3 separate regions of the Sus scrofa genome follow, and regions 1 and 2 are each linked to region 3. Evidence: chromatin contacts called from public Hi-C data. All regions are on one chromosome and are shown on one strand. The core of a region is the stretch at or near the end of the contact, and the rest is flanking DNA. Distances in the headings are between cores, read along the strand shown. Region 1 has its middle 32 kb from the start of MAP3K14. Region 2 holds the start of MAP3K14 (mitogen-activated protein kinase kinase kinase 14). Region 3 holds the start of FMNL1 (formin-like protein 1).

Region 1 (4,454 bases), core at 494-2,993, 110 kb after region 3:
TGGCCAATAAACACATGCAAAGCAGCTCAACATCATAGTCATAAGGGAAATAAATGCAAATCAAAACCATAATGAGTGGAAGTTCCCTGGTGGCTCAGCAGGTTAAGGATCTAGCATTATCACTGCTGTGGCTTGGATCACAGCTGTGGTGCATGTTCGATCCCTGGCTTGGGAACTTCCACATGCCTCAGGCAACCCCCACCCCCCAAAAAACCCCATTATAATGAGATGCTACTTCTCACCCACTAGGATAGGAACAATAATGGACAATAGCGACTGTTGTTGAGGATGTGGAGAAACACACTGCTGGTGGGAACAAAGATGGTGCAGCCACTTTGGAAAACAATTAAAAATTCATCAAAACCTAATGGAGGCCCCGACAGACCTCTCTCTGACTGATGGCAACACAGAACTCAAGCAGCTGTAGGCCATAGGGGTGAGGTCCTGGAAAGGTGGAACACGGGGTTATCATAGGATTTATCAATTCTATTCCCAGGTATGCACCCAAGAGACTCAAAAACATACATTCACACAAAACCTTGTACGTGAATGGTTATAGCGGTGTTACTCATAACAGCTCAAAGTGGATACAACCCAAATGTTCATCAACTAATGAATGGATAAATAAGATGTGGCATATCCACACGAGGGACTTTACAATGGAATATTATTCAGCAATAAAAAGGAATGAAGCACGGATTCATGCTCCAACATGGAGGAACCTTGAAAATATTATGCTCGGGGAAAGGAGCCAGACACAAAAGGTCATATATTATATGAATGCTTTTTTTTTGGCCGCACCTGAATCACATGGAGGTTCCCAGGCTAGGGGTCTAATCGGAGCTGCAGCTGCCAGCCTTCGCCACAGCCACAGCAACGCCAGATCCAAGCCGCGCCTGCAATCTACACCCCAGCTCACGGCAATGCTGGATCCTTAACCCACTGAGTGAAGCCAGGGATTGAATCTACAACCTCATGGATGCTAGTCGGGTTCGTCACCATTGAGACACGACGGGGAGCTCCCTCTCTCCATTTCTTTAGGCCTTCTTGAATTTCTCTCAGCAATATTTTGTAATCTTCAGTGCAGTAGTCTCACACATAATCTATGAAATTTTTTCTTTTAAAAATTATTTTATCTTTTGTCTTTTTAGGGCCACACCCGCAGCATATGGAGGTTCCCAGGCTAGGGGTCGAATCGGAACTGTGGCTGCCAGCTTACGCCACAGCTCACGGCAAGCCAGATCCTTAATGCACTAAGTGAGGCCAGGAATCGAACCCACAACCTCATCAGCTGCGCCACGATGGGAACACCTGTGAATTTTTTCTTAAATATATATATTTTTGATGCCGTTGCACATGGAAAAAATCTCACATTTCATTTTCCCTTGTTGGTAGCAGAGCTGAATGCTTCCAGAAGCAGATGGGAGAATATGAGCCCGTCGAGCAGCAGGGTCCCCCAGGCCTGGCCTCCTGCTCTCCCCTGTCCGGCATCAGCCTTCTCCCTGTTACTGGTTTCCGAAGCAGCTTGCCTTTGGCACAGCCCCTCTGTCTCCACCTCCAGCAGATAGCTTCCAGAAAGTAAGGCTCAGACACCACTGGCCCCTGTCCAGATGCCGGCTTAAGTGCCTGGAAGTTTCTCGGAGCCTCACATTGTCATTCGGATCTGTCCCTGGGGGTGCAGCGCTCTCGCAATCAGGGCAATCACCGCTCTGGGCCTTCTGCTGACGGGCAGTCCGTGGCAGGGTGTGGCAGGCAGGAAGCTCAGGGCAGGGCTGCCCACTTTGAGTTCAGGCCTGCGGAGTAAGTGGGGTTTCAGGGCACTGCGGCTGCTGGCTGGGGTGGAGGTGGCCAGGGCAGTGAGGACCTCTACTCCTCATCCCCTGAGCATCTCTGCGGGCCTGGCCCTGTATTTGCTGCTGTGGGAGCACAAAGGCAAGAGGTCCTGGCTTCTGCCTTCCAGCAGCTTCCATTCTATAGGCTCAAGAAAGACTCTGGCTACAGAAAACCAGAGCACAAGGAAGTAAATCAGTCCAGGATTTTTCTTTTCTTTTCTTTTCTTTTTTTTTGTATTTTTAGGGCCGTACCTGTGGCATATGGAAGTTCCTAGGCTAGGGGTCAAACCAGAGCTAAAGCTGCCAGCATACACCACAGCCACAGCAACTCCAGATCCAAGCTGCACCTGCAACCTACACCACAGCTCATGGCAACGCCTGATCCTTAACCCACTGAGCGAGGTCAGGGATCGAACCTACATCCTCTCGGATACTAGTCGGGTTCATTACCATGGAGCCATGTGGGAACTCCCAGGACTTTTCTTTTTAAATTTTTTTAATTTATCTTCTTTTTTTTTTGGCTGCACATGAGGCATGTGGAAGTTCTTAGGCCCAGGATTGAACCTGTGCCACAGCAGTGACATGAGCCACAGCAGAGACAACACTGGATCCTTAACCGCCTGTGCCACAGAGAAGTCCAGTCCAGGGTTTTTCAGTTGCAAGTAACATGATCTCTAGAGAGAAAAGATTGCGTGCTTCTCACTTCTGAAAGTAATTCAGATTCAAATGTTAATTTTTGAAATATGTATGGTGTGTGTGTATGCCAGAATTAACATTGACCCTGATTGCAAAATTCTAAATAAGTTTATCAAAGCTGAAATCTTTTTTTTTTCTTTGTTGATCCTCTAAGTTAGCTCGTGCCCTAAGTCTATGCTCTGAGTTATCCAAACTGAACCAATCTCGAAAAAAGAATATTCTGTCCCCATGTCTGAAGGGATTCCAGCTTCACGCTTGGCTGGATCCAGGTCCTTATAACATGCTGTATGAAATCTGCCTGGCTCTGCTCTTCTCTATTTTGGCTTCTTGGAGATGCTCGTACTCCTAGGACCATATCCCATGATTAGCACTCCCACTTGAAATGGGACTCTTTCCTGGTCGTACCAGAAATGCCCTTAATTAACTGACTCTGATGACTGGGTCACAGGCCCACCCTTGCACCATTCTCTGTTCCGGTCAGTGGCGGGGATGAGGGTGGTTGCAAGAAGACGGGATGCTCTGACTCCTCTCTGGATCCTGGGGTGAAGCCAGTGTCTTCTGGACCACATACATGACTGAAGTTTGGGGGGTACATGATTTCCCAAGGAAGATTAGTGTTGTGACCGCAAGGAAGATAGATGCTGATTCGGATAACATCCTACGGCTGGTAGGATGATGGAACAAGACCTCAGAGAGGTATGAACCAAGGGCTGTGGGAATTCAGAGGAGGGAGGTTGTATCTGCAGTTGGGGAGCTCAAGGGAGGCTTCATGGAGGAGGATGTGTCCGGGCTGAGCCTTGATGTTTGCGTGTTGGATCTGGGGGATGGGAAGGAAAGGGCATTCTGGGCAGAGGGGACGACGTGAGCAAAAATCTGGAAGCAAGCGCAGAGAGGAACTGGATGAGGGAAAGGCTTTGAATGGGCGTGGATTGACGTTGGGAGGCATTCAAGGATGGTTCTGGAGCCAAGGCTGGGTTCATCAGATCTGAGCTCCTGGGAGCAGATACTATCAGCCTCAGGGGCTCTGACTCTTTGCTTCACCCCCTGCTTCTTCCCCCTGGGCTGCCCTGAGGGCCCGCAGATCCCTCTTCCTTTAGCTCAGCCCGGGCACGCTTGGAGTTTTCCAATAGAAATGCTTACTGTGAAACAGAAGGAAAGTGAAAGCGCAAAGTGTGATCACGGAACTTGGCTTTCTCCTGCCAAAGTGCAGAAAGCCTGAGTACCCCCGACATCCCCCCTGCTCTGGGCTTAACCTTCCCCCTCCCTCCCTGGAGGCTGAGCTGGAGACTGAGTGGGGAATGGGCAGGGTCTGTGAGGAGCCTCAGGTGCTCCAGCCGCCCCGTCAAAGGTGGGCTTTGGAGGGCTTCAAACTTGTGTTTGAACAGATCAGACAACCTCCCTGAGCCTCTGCTTCCTTTTCTGCAAAATGGAACGAATAAGGGCCCCTCACAGGATTGGTGGGAGGATGAACTGGGATCCTGTAGGTCATATACAGGCTCAGGGCACACAGAGCCTGCGATAAATGGTGCCAAAAATGATGATAAAGCTGATGAAGGAGGGAGTTCCCATTGTGGCTCAGCAGAAACGAATCCAACGAGTATCCATGAGGCTAGGGGTTTGATCCCTGGCCTTGCTCAGTGGGTTAAGGCTCTGGCGTTGCTGTGAGCTGTGGCGTTGGTCGCAGACATGGCTTGGATCTGGTGTGGCTGTGGCTGTGGTGTAGGCTGGCAGCTATAGCTCTGATTTGACCCCTAGCCTGGGAGCTTCCCATATGCTGTGGGGGTGGCCCTCAAAATCAAAACAAACAAACAAACAAAAACCCAGAAAAAACAAGCTGATGAAGGAGATGAAAGAGCCGGCCAAGGAGGAAGGAAGTGACCAGCTGTCCCCTTGGGGCACCCCGAGCTCAGCCTGTGCGTGAGGCCA
Region 2 (4,437 bases), core at 1,167-3,666, 83 kb after region 3:
AAAAAAAAAAAAAAAAAAAAAAACAGCTCTGAGAGGATGGAAGCCATTGGTACAAAGATGCTACCTCTATGTATCAAGCTGGCTTACACTTTTAACTTAGGACTGATTTTGGCTTGACGATTTCTTAACTACCTTCCCAGAAAGAATACCCGTCAAGCCAACCAACATGAATCGCTCAGCTCTTCATCAAGGCAGGCCTGTTAGGAAAGCGCATGTGCTATCCATTGAGACAGGAAAAAAAATAGGAAATTAAAAGTGACTTCGCAGGCCAAAGTGATGGAACACTCTTAAGAGGGTGCCAACAATGAGGAAAACAACCCTGGATTAGGTTTTCCCTCTTTCCATATCTACTGATCCCTCACCAGACCCTGGCCAGGATGAACTGTTACCCCCCCCCCCACACACACACAAAATCACAACAGTTGCCTGGAGTTGAACAACCAATCAGGGCAGGCCTGCTTCTCAACATTAAATGATATACAAACACTCCAAGCAGATCACAATGGAGTCAGTGTTCAACAGGAGAACCAAAATGAGGAACCAAGCCTCCATCTGTTGAGGCGAAATGGCCAACCAGACATTTTTGTTTAATAAATGAAGGCTCCTCTGGCAGGGTCTCTTGTCTGTGGTGCCACTCCCACCAAGTCTAACAGACAATACCAGGGGCGAAAAAGCCCCTTCAGGCCTGCTCCTTATAATCCGAAAGCAGTCAGAATATGACCTAAAGCTTGGCAGCTTACTGCTGTCTGATTTCGCCAAAGTGCTGGAACATATACCTGGGTATGTATTTCCAAAATTAAAGTCAGAGACCAGTACTTTCATTTGGAGGCCTTCTGAGAAGTTCACCACCCCCTTCCAGATCAAGGAAGATGTCAGAAAGTCTGAGGTCTGGCATCCCTGCCCCAAAGGACTTTGACGTCACTTAAAAGAACACCAGGAGTAAATCCAAACGCCTTGGAAGACAAGCACCTGTCCTCTCAGGTTAAGAGCGGGAGCAGCACACCAAACACTTCTCCCTCTGCCCTGCATCTAAGTACCATGATGTGGTCCTGGTCCAGGGGAAGTAGCCCAGGCTGGGGTCCTCACCCCAAGTCCTAGCTGCAAGGCATGAGGCAAGATATATAACAACAGCCCCCCTCCCCAACACACGCAGGTCTGCCTCAGGTGCCTCACTCTCAAACAGGACAATACCATCTATCTTATCACACAGACATCTGAAGGAAAAATGAGGTTACAGGTATGAAGATACTAAGTAAAAAACACATCACTTATGTTAAGATACTATCTCCCTCTAATCTTTCAGAAAGACCATGTTTCTAGTCAAGGGGTTTTCAACATTTTTCCTGGAATGAACTTCAGAAAGCTATTTTGTATCAGGCCCTACCTCTCATTGTTCAGCTTCTCTTGCTTTCAGAGTTCTTAATCAAGGCCCTGGTATTCACAGTCCCCCAGTCAATAAAAATCATTTTGCTATTTATACCACTGAGTTCTGTATTTTTTTCTCCACTCATTCCCCAGTTCACCCTTTAGGACTGAAAGCAACATTTTAACTTCAATTAGGGGAAAAAAAACCCTGCTTTTTCTGAAGCTACCCAGCACCAAGGAGGCTCCCGGGCAGCTGGGGCTCTCTGCACTATACAAGTGACCTCTTTCTGCCCGGTGCCCGGTGGCTGCAGGCAGCCAGGGCCAGGATGGGCTTCCAAGATAGGCTATTTTCTCTGAGCCGACAAATAAAGTCCTGAGTGGAGCGGACAGAAGTACAGAGGGGTCAGGGGAAGGAAGAGGATGCTGCAAGTGGCCAGCACTGCTCCGGTGGGTGCCAAGGGCAGGCTCTGCCTCTTCTCCCAGGCTCGGGATGTGACCAGGAAAGGCCAGAGAGTTGCATTGACCGGGAAGATAGGAGGGCGCAAGAATCCGGCGCACTTGGCCCGGTGGCGAGGTGAGCCCGCATCCTGAGGGGCAACCAAGGCACGGAGCAGGAGGGGCAGGCCTGGCGGTGGGAGCAGCGGAGCGCGGGGAAACGGGAGTGCTGGGGAAGGGGAAGCAGGGCGTCCCCGCGCGCGCTTCGAGGGGCGGGTGCGAGGGGCGAGCAGGGCGTGCGATCGTGGCCCTGGCAGCGTGTGTGAGGGCGCGCCGGCGGCCCGCCGCCAGGGCCGAGGGCCCGCGCCCTAGTGGGTGCGACTGGCCGAGCCGCCGACCCCCACCAATCTGGGGCGGCGGGCCAGGCCACAGTCTGGCCTCGGGCTGAGGTGCCACCTATCCCCTCTGCCCCTCTCCGGGACCAGGGGTCCCGCCCAGTCACCTACCGGCTGAGCGCCGATCTCCCCCACCAGCGAGTGTCGCGCTCCCCTCGCCCGCGATCTCCCGCCGCCGGTCGCCGACTGCTGCTCTCTGGGCCCACGGTCGCCCCGCCCCGTTTCGGGCCCCGCCCCCTCACCGCCTTCCCGGCCACCCCCGGGGCCACGCCTCCGCCGGTAGCTGCAAATTTGCCTTCGTTCGCACCTCCTTGCTTTGGCCTCACCTAGACCCTTGGCCCCGCCCACTCCTCCAATCTAACCAATGAGACGGCTCGTCCCAGCTAGTTCCGTCCTACCGCCCCAAGCAACGATTGGTTAACAAGGCCTCGTTTCCAGAAATGGGAACTATTTCCGGACAGTGTTTATAGCGAAGAGATTGCTGGGCCGACTAATTGACAGAAGGCGGAGGCGGCCTGCGGGTTGGTGCAACCACACATGCGCGCAGGGCTTCTGGCAGCTTTACGGGTTGCGTTCTTCTTGAGGTTACGGGAAGGAAGGGCGAGTGTGCGCACGCGCGGGCACTCCCCAGCCTCGTACCTGGTTACCTAGGAGACGGCGAGGCGCTCACCCTCCTGGTTTGGGTCGTGCTTCTTTGCTCCAGGCCTTGGCTCAGGCGGCAGGTGTGTGTGTGGCGGGGAGAGGGGGTGGCGGTTAGAAAAACTTGTATTGAGCACTTACTGTGAGCCCCGCGCTATGAAGCCCCTGAGGATGAGTAAAACAGGTTCTAGTGTCTGTCGGAGAGAAGCTTGCTAAAGGCCAACACAGGTCAGTCCTCTGTGTTGAAACTCAGGTCTCGTGAGAGCATGCGGCTGGCTTGATGCAGTCCCTTCCCACAGAAAAGCAACGTGATGTGAATGCTGCCTGAAGCATCTCCTCACTGGGTTTACAGGTTACAGAGCCAGAAAGAAGACTAGAGCTTTACTTACAGTTTTTTGGAGGTTTTTTTGGCCACACTTGCAGCATGCGGAATCCTTAACTGCTAGGCCCCCAGGGAACTACGAGCCTCCGCTAGGCCCCCAGGGAACTACGAGCTTTGCTTAGTAAAAAAGGACTTGGAGTCTGAATATACATCAAGGTATCAACAGTGCTTCTCTCTGAATGGGGATGGCGTGGGGGTGGGGGTGGGGAAGGGGTAGGGGAGGTATGGATATTTTCCAGTGTTTTCCATATTTTATTGTTTATATTTTTCCGTACTTTTCAGTGTTTCCACAATGAGCTTGTACTTATTTATAATAAAAAATATTTCACACTTAAAAAGTTTGCAAAATGGGGAGTTCCCGTCGTGGCTTAGTGGTTAATGAACCCGACTAGTATCCATGAGGACGCCAATTTGATCCCTGGCCTCGCTCAGCAGGTTAAGGATCCGGTGCTGCCATGAGCTGTGGTGTAGGTTGCAGGCACGGCTTGGATCCTGCATTGCTGTGGCTGTGGCTTAGGCCAGCAGCTACAGCTCAATTCGGCCCCTAGCCTGGGAACCTTCATATGCTGCGGGTGCAGTCCTAAAAAGACCAAAAAAATTTTGCAAAATACAAGATATGCCCTACCCCTATCAGTGGTCTAGGGCAGGCAGGTGTGGTAAGTGGCCCTAGTGGTAGGGGTGGGCAAGCCCCATCGAAGGCTATCTGGGGAAGTAAGGATCACCTTTACCTCTGGAAGTGTTGGAGCGAAGACCTGCTCCAGACCACTTTGCAGGCAGTCCTTCGCAGCTTGAAGTCTATTTCTGGAGTTCTGCACCCAACAGACATCTTCAGTGTTGTGGGATATGGAAGGCCATTCATTTAGGCAGAAAACTTACAACCCAAGGGCCTCATCCACTCACTCAGGCCTTCGTTAAGTTTTGTTCAGCTGGCCCAGTGTTTTTTTATTTTTTCTTTGAATTTGAATTCGAATGCCTTGGAGCTAAGCTTGCAGGTCCTCACAGCCCCTGCGCCCGTTGTTGCCTTACACCCAACCACTCAACCTTCTGCCATCTGCCTGGCCACTGAAGCATTTGCAGTTAGGGTCCTGACAGAGCCCACGCTTTGGAGCTGGACAGTGTTTGCTGCATAAACTGGCTGTGTTGCTGGCCAGCTTGGGAGATGATGGGCAAGAAAGAAGCCGGTGGCCCGTCAAGCTCCATCCAACCCCAGGGTTTTCATTT
Region 3 (4,493 bases), core at 240-2,739:
GGAGAGATCTGAGCTAGTCTCAAGGGCAAGAACTCAAGGGCAAGGACCCAAGAACTCTGCTCTGGGCTGAAGGTGCGGGCAGTGGGCATGGAAGATCACTTTCTTAGCACATCCAAGGAGTATCTTGCTGTGTCTTACCTTACGGGTCCCTGGTTGGGACACGGAATAAGTGATCACATCTCTCGCCCACCAGAGGTGCTGGTGACCTTGGCAGAAGAAAGGCTTAAATCAGGTGAGCCTGGGGGAGGGGGCTGGTTCATTCCAGGGCCTTCCTTAAGATTAGATAAACTTCCCAGCTCCTGCTTAAACTCCAGTCAGTGGTTCTGAATTTGAGAGGGAGGGCGGAAAGAAGAGAAGCTATTGGGGAGGGGACACTCATGGTCCTTGCCTGGCTCAGAGAAAAATCCAGGGCTTTGTCCTCCGTGCTTTGGTAGTGCAAGGAAGGACCAGCTGGGGATCCCCACAAATTAAACGGGGAGTGGGAGGAGCAACGGAAAGAGAAAAGCCTCAAATTCAGGCTGGAGATTGTGTCTGGACTTGGGGTTCTGTACTCCCCCCTCCCCAATACTCTTTCATCCTCTGGTCCATCCTGAATGAATGGAAGGCCAGGACTGCAGCTCCACCGCAGTGTAGATTTCGGAGGTGGACAGCAAGGAGGCCTGTTCCAGACCTTTATTAGCTGTGTGCCCTTGGGCAAGTCATTTAGCCACTCTGAGCCTCAGTTTCCCCACCTCTAGAAGGAGATTATCAATACCTACCTTCCCTGGTCATTGTCAGGATGGACGAAAGAAGACCTCTGGAAGCATTTCTGTTATTGCCAGACATCAGAGATTGTTATTCTCCAAGGTGAGCAAGAGGCCACCTTAGGTCCCTGGAGGTGACAGCGTCAAGGAGATTTTTTTTTTTCCCTCCTTCTTCGGTGCCCGCTCCTTTCCCAGAGTGGATGCTGGCTTTAATCCTCCCGTTCCCCAGCCCCCGCGCTTCTCCTTGAGACCGCCTTGGTGGTACCCAGATTCTCACAGCCTGCCTTCTTCCTTGGGCGCCCCCATTCTAGAAGCACTGGGGATGCCCGCACAGGCGCAGAGTTGGTCCACAGTGAACCAGCTTGCTGGGGTCTCCGCTGGTCTGGATCTGCCCCCCCCACCCGCCCTGCTTTGGGGTTCTTTTTTTGCAGATGGTTCCCTCTCGTCCTCAGCTCGGTTCTGGGCTAAACAGAGGAGGAGAGAAACAAGGGGTGGGGGGCTTGGAAGGGGGTTCCCACCCTCTCCGGCGGGAACCCGAGAGCGGGACGCAGCCCTTGGCGCCGCAACGCCGTACCGTCAGGGGTCTTCAAGCCGCGCTCAGCAGGTGCTGGCAGTCCTGGACTCCGAGGACTGCCCGCTGCGTCCCCCAGGCCGTGACCCCCTTCGCCCAGACCCTTCCAGTCCCCCGGCTCCGAGTGAGCGGGAGCCTACGGTTCTAGGACCCGGAGGCGCCGCGGAGCGCGCCGCCGCCTCTGCCTCGCCTCTGTCGCTCCCGCTCCGGCAGGTGAAGCGGCGCCGGCCGCCCCCTCTGCGGCAGGTGAAGCGGGTCGGCAGCCCCCTCCTAGCCGCGCCATGGCTGCGGCGGACCCCCGGCCGGCGCCCGGCGCCCGCCCCCTCCCTCCAGCCCGCCCCCCTGGGGCAGGGCGCGTAGCAGCGGCGGCGGCGAAATGCGGTTTGCGCGCACGGGGAGCGACAGCAGAAGTTAGAAGATCGCCGAGGGGGGAGCCCGCGCCGCAGCTTCCTGCCCCCGGCCCAGCCCTCTGGCCCCGGCGGCCTGCAGTCTGACTTCCTCCCCACCACCGCAGCTCGCCGCCCTGCTCCTCGGACGGGGCCGCCCCGATGGGACGCCGCGCCCCGGTCCCTGCGCGCCGCTGAGCCGAGAGCCCGCGTCGCCGAGCCCCAGCCGCCGCCGCCGCCGCCGCGAGCCGCTGTCCGCCTCGCCCCCCAGGCCGGGAGCCTCCTCCGTCCTCCCCGGGAAAGCTGGATTTCCGAGGCTGGAGGCGCCTGGCTGGCTGGGTGGGGACCACCATGGGCAACGCGGCCGGCAGTGCGGAGCAGCCCGCGAGCCCCGCCGCGCTGTCCCCCAAGCAGCCCGCGGCGCCCAAGCAGCCGATGCCCGCGGCTGGAGAGCTGGAAGAGAGGTTTAACCGGGTCCTGGTGAGTGTGACCCTCTGTGCGCGGGGCGCGGGAGAGGGGAGAGCAGGGGCTCGGCACGCGTCCCCGCCCCCGGGGGCTCAGGTGCCGCTTGGAGATTGCTGGCGGCCGGGTGTCGGCCCCTCCAGGGGGTGGGAGTGACTTAGCACTCTCCCCCAAAACTTTCTTCTGCAATCGCCCAGTTTCCCTCCCCAGGGCCCCCCTCCCCCATCGCTTCTGGGTCTAAAGGTCTAAACAAAAATGTCCTGTGAGGAAGTTAGGAGTGGAGCACGCAGGGGGGTCCAGGGGCACCCCCTTCCCCATTGCACGCAGGCCCAGCCACTCCGTGCAGGTCTGGAGCATCTGCTGGTGTCTCAGGGTCAAAGACAGAAGGGATTAGTTGCGGTTTAACCACCTGGGAGCTGGAAACTGAGTAGAGGTGTTTGATCCTGATTTGCTGGGAGCTGGGTTGTCAGATCATGCACAGGGGCTGCCTGTGTTTCTCCCTCCCTGTCTGTGGGGGAGAGGTTGTCTGTGGGTCCTTAGCTTACCAATCCCTTCCTACCCACGGAGGGGTTAAGGTTAGGAAGGGCGGGGTCAGGGTGGGTTGGTCTGTCTGGCTTGGGGTGGAGCAAGAGTCTGGAAGCCCCTCTCCCGCTTTGTCACCTGCTCCAGGGGCTTGGGGACTAGTTCTCCGGGGAGGAAGCCATCAGCTCAGGCTGAACCTGAAGGCGGTTCGGATGACTGGGGGCTCCAGAGCAAAGTCCGGGTTCCCTAAGACCTGGTGGAAGAAAGGGGAGGGGGGGCCGGGCGGAGAGAAGGGCCACTCCTTCTCACTTCCTTACCTCTACCCTGTCCCAGGCTCCCTAATCCTCTAACTAATTACCTGGTGGCCTGTCTGCTGTCAGCTCTCTTGCCAGACCCTGGGTGACAGGCCCATAAGGCCGTGCCTTTTCCCAGAGGCCCTTCCAAGTCTGAGCAGGCTGGCACCGCAGGTCTGAGGGTGGGGGCCCAAGGGAGGCGCAGGCAGCGGAGCCACGCAGGCCCGTGGCCGCTCGCTTCTTGCCTCCTCCACCTCCTTGACATCATTTCCCCTCCCCTGGCCAGCCATGAGGCCGTACTTGCCAGATCCTCTGCCTGGCCCCTCCTCACAGTTCCTGGAAATCCTGGCCGCGGTCCCCTCCCCGGAGGAAGGCTTGGAGGAGCCATGGGGTGGGGTGGGTCCGATCCATCCACGAGAAGGCACCTTGCTTGCTTAGGGGAAAGGGAGGGACCCCGGGGGACACCTCACACCAGGCGAGGCCCTGAATAACCCATCTCTCCACCTGCTTCCCTTTCCCCAAAGCCATGGCTTGATGAAGCTGAGCTGAGCAGAGCAGATGGGGGAGGGGGGAGAACGAGGAGAGATGGTCTCTGGGGGTGTCTGGGGAGCCTGAGTGGGTGGTGGATCCCTGGACCCCAGCCAGCCTGACTGGGGAGACCCCAGTCTGTCTTCTCCCTTCAGTGCGTGTCTGCGGCTGGCGGGGCCAGGCTCGCAGGGTGAGGTCCAGACCCCAGTCCGTTCTCGGTTACGCACACTCTTATGGGGAGGAGCTGTGTGAATAATTCAGACCCACTGGAAAACCCAAAAGTCCAGCGATGAGGTTCTGATGCCCGTGTGGGACTTGACTGCCCTGCTTGCCTTTTTTTTTTGGCTTTATTTCTCATTGGCTGAGCCTGACACAAAATGCCACTAGGAGTCCCCGAGAACCTGGTTGTGGAGGGTGGAGGCTCTGGTGGAGAACGTGGTGGTGGTTGGGTAGAAATCGAGGGCAGCAGCGCCCACTGGGGCTCACCCCTCCCAAACACCAGGAACCCCAGTGTGTTTACACTTCCCCCTTCTTCCTGGGGAAGGATCACCCCGTCCAGTGTCTCTTATGGGCAGGAGGTCACTTGGCGAGGAACCTGGCTCCCCGCCTCGCTCCTCACCAGCGGGGGCATAAGCTGTGCCCTTGGCCCCTGCCTGAGGGGCTCCAGGTTTGGCTAAACCTACAGGCTCAGCCCAGGGGAGTACGGGGTGTGCCTGCATCTGGGCACTGCCTCTGTGGCTCTGGCTGAGTCCCATCCTCAGTCAGTGCCTAAGAGGAGAAGAACCTGATTGCTGAGTGGTAGGCCTGCCAGTGCTGGGGGTCCCCCAGTCTGGGTGGGAGAAGCACAGCCTTCTCCCTGGGATCTAGGCATGTGGCCCCAGGGAACCTCTTTCTTTCCCTGAAGCCCAGCCCTTTTATCCCAGCTGGGGAGTTGGATGCTGAAATCTCAAGCCACTCCTCGCTCTGGGCTGTGGGATCACCCTTGTGG

Evidence for each region. A called contact is a pair of places that touch in the nucleus more often than the background predicts.
Region 1: a contact with region 3 is called in a Hi-C map of retroperitoneal adipose tissue, with 2.2 times the contacts expected there. The contact joins the enhancer-like site here to the promoter of FMNL1 in region 3. A contact is called at or near these places in 1 of 5 promoter capture datasets (liver), 9 of 47 Hi-C or Micro-C datasets (embryonic fibroblasts, liver, mesenteric adipose tissue and 4 more) and 2 of 2 datasets of contacts at active chromatin or transcription factors (alveolar macrophages and skeletal muscle).
Region 2: a Hi-C map of liver shows a contact between it and region 3, with 2.4 times the contacts expected there. The contact joins the promoter of MAP3K14 here to the promoter of FMNL1 in region 3. A contact is called at or near these places in 3 of 47 Hi-C or Micro-C datasets (blood, embryonic fibroblasts and liver) and 2 of 2 datasets of contacts at active chromatin or transcription factors (alveolar macrophages and skeletal muscle).

What each region holds. Positions count from the first base shown.
Region 1 is chr12:18,108,635-18,113,088 of Sscrofa11.1, reverse strand. No RefSeq gene overlaps it. Among named protein-coding and RNA genes, the nearest start is that of MAP3K14, 32 kb to the left of the region's middle. Within about 2 kb of position 1,743, at least 14 of the 83 cell types and tissues checked have an H3K27ac peak or open chromatin away from gene starts, as enhancers often do. A contact at or near this core is called in omental adipose tissue, retroperitoneal adipose tissue, skeletal muscle and 1 more, where this site is marked.
Region 2 is chr12:18,140,878-18,145,314 of Sscrofa11.1, reverse strand. MAP3K14 (mitogen-activated protein kinase kinase kinase 14) reads right to left here and starts at 2,416. Exons shown (of 16, transcript XM_003131321.4): 1 at 2,307-2,416. It overlaps LOC102160528 (a long non-coding RNA gene), which reads left to right and starts at 2,555. Exons shown (of 4, transcript XR_306478.3): 1 at 2,555-2,917.
Region 3 is chr12:18,222,617-18,227,109 of Sscrofa11.1, reverse strand. FMNL1 (formin-like protein 1) reads left to right here and starts at 1,489. Exons shown (of 26, transcript XM_021066841.1): 1 at 1,489-2,180. The coding sequence starts at 2,052. It overlaps LOC110255993 (a long non-coding RNA gene), which reads right to left and starts at 1,505. Exons shown (of 3, transcript XR_002337084.1): 1 at 759-1,505; 2 at 139-206.